2 separate regions of the Rattus norvegicus genome follow, and region 1 is linked to region 2. The links are chromatin contacts, called in public Hi-C maps. All regions are on one chromosome and are shown on one strand. Each heading gives the region's core, a stretch centred on a gene start, on an enhancer-like site or on the middle of the called end of the contact. The rest is flanking DNA. Distances are from core to core; before and after follow the strand shown. Region 1 has its middle 33 kb from the start of Batf. Region 2 overlaps Jdp2 (Jun dimerization protein 2).

Region 1 (3,988 bases), core at 130-2,629, 43 kb after region 2:
CTTACCACTAAGATTTACACAAAAAGGAAAGGAAAGGAAAGGAAAGGAAAGGAAAGGAAAGGAAAGGAAAGGAGAGAAATGGAAGGAAGGGAAAGGAAAGGAGGGGGAGAAAAAGCTATCAACCCACGAAGATCCAAGGAGGATGCCTAGTGTGTACTGCTCTGGTCTGGGAAGGATGCACACTGAGTATACTGGCTAACTTTATATCACCTTGACATAAACTAGAGTTATCCCAGAGGAGAGAGCCTCGGCTGAGAAGTCTCCATTTCATTCAGATGTAGGCAAGCCTCTAGGGCATTTTCTTAATTAGTGATCAATGTGGGAGGGCCCAGTCCAATGTGGGTGGTGCCATCCCTGGGCTGTAGTCCTGGGTTCTGCAAGAAAACAGGCTGAGCAAGGCATTTTGTTACAACAGTGGAAAAGTAACTAATACACCTGAGTTGTATGTATGTGTATAAACGTATGTATGTATGTATGTATGTATGTATGTATGTATGTATGTATGTATGCATGCATAATCTGCATGCATGTACCTTCATATTGTGCATGTCAGATCATGTCAGGATCACGGTTTCAGAGGTTCTCAGTCTGTGGTTATCAAGCATCTGACAGCCATGCCAGTGACCACAAATGCTGACCCTCCTGTCTCAGTCTTCAGACGTCCCAACTCTGACCAAAACATTGACTCCAACTTCCTGAAGGTCCCTGAGCCAGAGTCGTCCAGGTGAGCCACCCCTGAATTCCTAGCTCTCAGTACTCCTGGAGAGAATACTGACTCTTGTTTTAAGCTGCTGAATCTGAGGATCTTTTGTTAGGAGGCAATAGATGACCAATACATATTTGCACCTGCACTCCAGTGGCTACAATTAGACACTTAGTCACACCTAACCTCAACAGAGAGAGAGAGGTGTAGCCCGGTCGTATGCCCAGGGAAAGGGAAAGGGACTGGCTGAGCAGCCAACTATTACCTATGTGGAGGTTCTGTGATTCCTTTCTCGGTGGACAGATGCTGTGGTCAAACCCATCAGCTCATGACATAAGTGCGAGAGGTCTCACTTCTGACCGTCGGTTGCTTGTTATGGGTACCACAGTAGCCACAGATTGCTACAAAGAAGGAGAGGCACCGAGTCCAGATTTAAAGTTTACTTTATATATTTTTAAAGTTCTGATTGTAATTGTTCCTTTACGCTTTTGCCGATTTAATTTTAGCTTTGTGATTTATTTTTGGTGTGTGCAGTGTGGGAGCCCGTGTGTACCACAGTGCACTTGTAGAGGTCAGAGGACAACCTGGGGCAGCTGGTTCTGCCCTTCCGCTGTGTGAGTTCTGGGGATTGGACTCTGGTCCTCGGTCCCAGTGACAAGTGCCTTTACACGCTGAATCATCTTGCAGGCCCCAGACTTTACATAACGGTTTATAAAAAGCTGTACTGTGTGATCACACAGTCTCTGGAGCAAGAAAGTTTTCATGTGCAACGAAAAAAGACTTAGGAAAGAATATAGTGGGAAAGTAAAAATATTCTTCCCGGCAAGATTATGGATGGCTTCCTTTTGTTCATTTCATGTATATTTGGTTTTATTTTAACGTTTCTTTCTTTTCATAGAAAGAAGAGTTTTTTGAGCATGTTACGTGGGCACTATGTGAAGCACAGCTTGCTTTAAAAAATTTTTAGGACTGGAGAGATGGCTCAGCGGTTAAGAGCACTGACTGCTCTTCCAGAGGTCCTGAGTTCAGTTCTAAGCAACCACGTGGTGGCTCACGACCATCTGTAATGAGATCCGATGCCCTCTTCTGGTGTGTCTGACAGCTGCAGTGTACTCATATACATAAAAGTAAATAAGTATTTAAAATTTTTTAAAAACTGCCTGTTTATTTTATTTCACTTCAGTTTTAGATGATGCCAGGGGTTAAACCTGGGGTCTTATGCATGCAAGCCAAGTACGCTACCACTGAACTGCATGCCCAGACCTGTAATTTTGCTTTTATAAGGTGAGGAAGTTGGGTGGTGGTGGTAACGGTTACAGTGGTGGCAGAGGCGGCGGCAGTGGCAGCGCACACCTTTAATCCCAGCGCTCAGGAGACAGAGGCAGGAGGATCTCTGTGAGTTGGAGGCTAGCCTGGTCTACAGAGAGAGTTCCAGAACAGCCAGTCTCTGTCAAGACAGAGAAATCCTGTCTTGAAAAAAAGTAATAATAATTTTAAAATGAAAATATGTGCGTTGTTTTTATTTAAAAAGACATGGTTTTAAAAACAGGGCCTCACTATGTCGTCCAAGCTAGTCTGGAACTCTCTCCTGACTTTGAACTTCCTGCCTCAGTCTCCCAGGCGCTGAGACTAAAGTCATAGAAAAGATAGTTTTTGTTAAAATCCAGTGGAAGGATACAATGCCAAGCCCTCTAACACAAGAGACACTGCAAATGGAGCGGGCGGGTGGGAGGGGGTGGGGGGGGCAGGGTGGGAGGCTGTGCTCTGTTCAGGTTGAGACTGAGCTATCTGGTAGCTCGTGGGGCCTTGGGGAGCAGCCTGTGAATGAAGCACAGAGAGGCTTCTCAGAAGATTGGTTGACACACTGTGCTCAGAGTATTCTCGTGCCCGGCTTTTCCCAGCAGACATGCCGCAGGCCTCCTTGATGCTGCTGCCTGCCTAGGGACAGATCTTGTTTCTGTTTCTTACAGTGGCAGAGTGGCATCCTCTGAATGCCTCCCCCACCCAGACACACACCCACCCCCATGCCACTTTCTGCTTCTTTCTCCCTCTGGCCTGCCAGGCTCTGTGCAAAGCCTCATGGTAATGGGCCATGGGTAGACTGGAGATTCCAGGGTATTGATCCTGAGCTCCTAAACTTCCTATTGTGTGATTTTGGGCTAGTCACTGGACCATTTGACCTTAGTTTGTTGACCTGTAAAATGGGCTCGAAATAATCTGTGATGGATGCCACACATTGAAATACCACATGTGGCACACAGTAAGACAGCCACTGATGGGGGGATGGAAAACTAGACAAACCCCTTGCCCTTGGAGCACAAGCTTAGGGTGTTAAATAGAGTATTACAGATTGAACAACTGAGAAACAGGGGTGGGGGCTGAGGGGCGGAACCCGCTAGTCTGGGAGGTAGGATTTTCAAGTCTTCAAATGAACTAATGCCTTGGTACCGTCCTTCAGGTCTTGCTCTTAGCTGGTAAGGAGCTGGATCCCTCCTGGTTACCTCCCACCCTCTTTGTCCTCAGACCTCCATTACTCCATAGACACTTTGCCTGAAGGCCCTTTCTGCCTTAAAAAAAAAAAAAAAGGTATGTTAACAGAATCGGACTGCTGTATGTTGTCAGTTTTTCTCCTGCTTTTAGAAGAGGTTATGGCCCAGGGAGACAGGTCAGTGGGCAAAGTGCTTGCTGTGTGAGCATGAGGACCCCGAGTTCAGAGCCCCAGCTCCTATATAAAGCTGCATGTGGCAGCAGCGTGTGTCTCTGATCCTCGCATTCCAACCTGAAATGGAAAGTGGAGACAAGGTTCTCTGGAAGCTGGAGGGCCAGTGGGCCCGGCCCACATAGCAGTAGACAGGCTCTGCCTCAGATAAGGTGGAAGGCGAGGACAGACAGCCAAGGTTGTCCTCTGACTCTGGCTTCCACATGCATGCTATGACGTGTCTACCCCCAGATCTCCCCATCCCCCATACTGGAGAGCACGCACACACACACACACACACACACACACACACTCATCACACAGAAAGAAATCGAAACATTTCCACATGCCCCTAAATGTATCGAAGGCCTCATGTACTGCTTCCATCAGGCCTAAAGCCGTGGCTCCCCACCCTCCTGAGGCTGCAAGCCTTCCATACAGTTCCTCGTGTTGGGGTGACCCCAACCATGAAATTATTTTTGCTGCTACTTCATGCCTGTAATTTTGCTACAGTTATGAATCGTGATGTAGATCTCTGTATTTTCTGATGGAATCCCCATGAAAGGGTCGTTTGATTTCCCCCCCCC
Region 2 (4,264 bases), core at 1,572-4,071:
GAAGAGGAATTTGAGGTCTAGGATGGAGGTGAAGTGACTTAGCTCATGCTCAGCCAGAGGCATGCCAAGTCCTGGACATGGTGGCTAAGCAGTGGCCATCCCAATTCCATCTCCCTTGCCCTGAGTCAGGCAGCAGGCATAGTCATTTGTGAGGCTCCCCCCTTTGCCTCACAGGCGTCTGTCCTCCCCCCTCGGCCTTCTGTGTATCATTGGGTGTAGATGTCGGTGCTATCGTGTCACGGCTTGTGTGCAGAGGTGAGAGGGCAACCTCAGCCCTCCACAGTCCGTCTTGAAACAGGGTCTCTGTTGTTTTTCACTGCGTGTGTCAGGCTAGCTGGCTCAGAGGCTTTGGGAGATCCTCCAGTCTCCAGGAGGATGCTCAGCCTATGTGTCCAGATTTTACAAGAACTGGAGGGATTCCGTGTCAGGCCCTCAGACTTGTACAAAGTTCTCTTGCCCACCGAGCCTGCTCCGCGGCCCCGAAGTCACGATTGTCATTATAGTTGTTACAGGTGAGGTCTACTAGGCTGGATGACAGCCAAGGTCACCTGCTAGGAGAACAAATAAGCAATGTGACTCTGGAACCAACGGGTTTAACCTTACACAGTGATGTTTGTTCCCTTGTCCCGTGTTTCTGCCCAGGCTTCTAACTGAGCCCTTTTTTTACTTGAGGACCCCAGATACACTAAACCCTAAAACACTCATCCGTCCAAAGAGGCCAGTTCAGTAGTGAGTGTCTCAGGGTCCCAAGGAAGCCCTGTGCTTGTAGCTCTGTCAGAATTGGCTTTTGCATCCACCTTGCAAAGACCAGCGCTCTTCTGGACCACATCCAAACACACACAGAATTTCAGTTTAGAAAACGTCAAAGGGCTTAAGCAACGGGTTGTGAATTACGAAGCGTTTTGTGCTGATGTTGGGCAGTATTAGCAGATGACATGATATTAAAATGATTTGGGGCCAATTACTTGTCTGCAGTCCATCCACCAAGTATCTCCTGCGTGCTAAACATTGTGTTGTGTACCAAGGTTGGAACTATCAATAAAGGAGATAGACTCCTTCCTCTCTTGGAGCTTTTTATGGTAGTGAGGATCACAAAAAGGAAGGCAATTAATTCATAGTATTAAAGGCCAGGTAGTGGTCAGTCATCCTCATCTGGTGGAATGCTGTGTTCATTCTGGTGACTGGCCAGGGACTCTAGGGACATTCTGTCCTGTTGAGTGTGTGTGTGTGTGTGTGTGTGTGTGTGTCTGTGTCTGTGTCTGTGTCTGTGTGTGTTAAGAGACAATGCTTCTTTCTTGTTCCTCCCTTCTTTTCAAGGCAACACTGCTTTCTAGAAGACTATAGGTTTTTTTTCCTTCTGTTATGTTGTGTACTGTGTCCTCTGATGGGGGTACCTCTTAGCTAGCTAGTCCTTTCTGACCTGGAAATGTGGGCAGCTGTGGCCTGGTGGCCCAGAATGCATCTTCAGTTGGGAGAGAAGGAGGCCAGATGCCTCTCCCTTGCACACTCAGCCACATACCATACATTCGATCACCCTAGTTGGATGAGACCCCCCTGCAAGTCCCTGACTGTGCCACAGTGTCTGGAAGAAGCTTAAGGATTCAAAAGGAGACTGCTCTGGGTGATCTAGAACGGGCTATAAACGATCAATCAGGCTGGTCTGGGGGTCAGCCTGCAGACTGAGTCCAGTGGTCTGCTCCCTCCTCTGCCCTCCCCTCTCCTTTTCCTCCTCCTACTTTATTTTGATTTTTTCCCCTAAGCTATGGCCTCCTTATGTAGCCCAGGCTTGAACTCATGAACCTCCTCCTCCCATCTGGAACTGAGCATTGACGTTATAGTGACTGCCCCCAACGTGTGTAAGCATGTGTGTTTGTATTTGTGTATGTATATATATATATATCTGTGTGTATGTATCTGTGTGCATTGTGTATATCTGTGTGTGTATGTATGTGTCAGTATCTGTGTCTATCTGTCTGTCTGTCTGTCTATCTGCCTCTCTCCCCCCCCCCCCCCCTCTCTCTCTCTCTCTCTCTCTCTCTGTGTGTGTGTGTGTGTGTGTGTGTGTGTGTGTGTGTTGAATGGGTTGCAATAATTAGACTTCTCTTTTAAAGTAGCCTTCTCTGGCCCCTCCAGGCAGACACCCTTCTATGCACACGCACTTTCCATGTCACCGTGTCCCACTCTGCACTGCCCTCCTTGCTGTCTCTCACGGGCCCACTTCCCACTGTGCTCTTAGCAGCAGAGGTGTGAATGGGTGCTGTGGGTTGAGGTGCAGGGCTCTGATCTTACATTTTACATCTTCTGTCTGGTCCTTTAGCTCCTCACGGGCTTGTACATCCCACTCCTTATTGGGCTGAACATTATTAACCGTGTTGACCCCCTCTGTGCTCTGTCCTCTAAGCCTTACTTTCCCTGGTTTTTCTATTTCTTAATTTAAATTGGGGGTGAGGGGCCAGGAGGGGAGGGGAGAGAAAGTGGAAGAGAGAGAACATGGTGGAACATCCCTATAGCTTGGGAGGTTTTTCCAAGCTCTACATTTGCCCTGCCCTATCCCACCCCCCTACCTCCCTACCCCAAAACACACTGAGTGTGGAATTTTGGGGCTCCGTATACTTAGCAGGCTCAGGGTGCCCTTGGATCTTTTGGGAAGTGACTCAGGCATCTATATCTCCAACATCCACATCCTTCCCAGCTCCAGGGCAGGCTCTACCCCCTTGTTACTTTCAGAGCCACCTTATGTAGCCCAGGCTTGAACTCATGAACCTCCTGGCGACTTCCCACCATCTTCGGGGCCCCGTGGGACATTTCAAAGCTTTCTCCGATTGGGTGGAGGTGAACTGGAGTCTGTGGGTCCAGGGTGACCTTAGAGGACAGGTCACTCTCCAGCACAAGTGGTCCTCCAGGGGGTAATCAGAAAAGGAACCAAGACATAATCCTTGTTCTAGCCTGAACATCTGAAGTTGCGTCAAGCCAGCGCCGTGCTGGGTAAACATTGGCCCAAGCTTGCTAGTGTTTTTAGAGACTTGAAACGTAAAGGCAGTCCGCTGACATTTTTAGCAAGCCTTGCATAATTGGTTTTTAATTTGTGGCTCTTTGGAATAGGCTTGGCCTTCTTCCCCTGGCTCGGGATTTTTTTTTTTTTTTTTTTTTTTTTTTTTTGTCTCATACTTGGTTGGCAGAGAAAGCCCAGCTGGTCCTTTCTGGAAACAGACACACAGACACTCCCAGTTCATCTTTGAAATCTCGAGCTTCCACTTTGGCTCCATTGCTTTGCGAGCGTGTTTTCAGAAGTGGTTGACTATTTAAAATGTGGGGATGTGCTTGTGTGCTTGTGTGTTTGCAGGTACACTAGCGCACGTGTGAGTGCAGAGGGCAGAGGATACCCTTAGATGTCATGTTTCCTTAGTCATGATCCACCTTGACTTTTGAGACCGAGTCTCTTTTTGAGCTTTGAGCTCCTCAACTGCAGCTAGGTTGGCTGACCAGTGACCTCACGGATCTTCCTTCACCTCCTGACGCTGGAATAACGAATGTGCTGATGTCCCCAACTTTCTAGGTGTGCTCTGGGGGTTGATCTCAGGTCAACCTGTGCTTGCTTGTCAAGCACTTTACTGACAGAGCTGTGTCCCCACAGCTCCAGATATTTTGTTTTAAGCAGAAAACTGAAGGGGTAAGTGATACTGACTGGCAGTGCTGGATATGTTAGATGTTGGCTTCTGTGGTCCTGAGTCAAAACTGCTATCAAGCCCTGAGCTTGTATAAGGCTCACTGGGTTTTGTTTCTTTTGTTTTGGTTTTGTTTCCCTGAAAATGGTGTTTGGAGCTCGGGAATACCTCAGTGGTAGAGTGCTCAGGGTCCTGGGTTCAGCCTTTAGTACAAACACATGGATCATACCTGGTGTCCTGACACACGGTTGTCCTGTCCCATGGTCCTTAGGAGAGATGATGGGTGATATGGACAAATCTGTATTTTCTTGGGGAAAAAAAATCAAACGCTTTTGAAAAGCTCATGGGGTAGTTCTTGTGGCTTCTTTACGCTCCCACCTTCAGAGGGGCGTGGTGACATCATCCCCTTAGGTTTGGTGTGATCCAGTGAATTAATGTTGAGAACGATTTCCCGGGATGCCTGGCACACGACAGAGGACACACAGCCCGAAGCTGAAGTGTTGATTGTGCAAGTTCATTTATTGATTAAGCTTGCTCCATGGATTCTCATTTCCTAGAAAGTCCTTTGTCCCTGGAAGTCCTGGGCAGCCTGAATGTTT

What was found. A called contact is a pair of places that touch in the nucleus more often than the background predicts.
Region 1: a contact with region 2 is called in a Hi-C map of frontal cortex, with 2.2 times the contacts expected there. The contact joins two enhancer-like sites. A contact is called at or near these places in 3 of 12 Hi-C or Micro-C datasets (the A7r5 cell line, frontal cortex and liver).

What each region holds. Positions count from the first base shown.
Region 1 is chr6:111,049,617-111,053,604 of GRCr8, forward strand. No RefSeq gene overlaps it. Among named protein-coding and RNA genes, the nearest start is that of Batf, 33 kb to the right of the region's middle. Within about 2 kb of position 1,380, at least 9 of the 93 cell types and tissues checked have an H3K27ac peak or open chromatin away from gene starts, as enhancers often do.
Region 2 is chr6:111,005,065-111,009,328 of GRCr8, forward strand. All of the region lies in intron 2 of Jdp2 (Jun dimerization protein 2), which reads left to right. Among named protein-coding and RNA genes, the nearest start is that of Jdp2, 14 kb to the left of the region's middle. Within about 2 kb of position 2,822, at least 2 of the 93 cell types and tissues checked have an H3K27ac peak or open chromatin away from gene starts, as enhancers often do.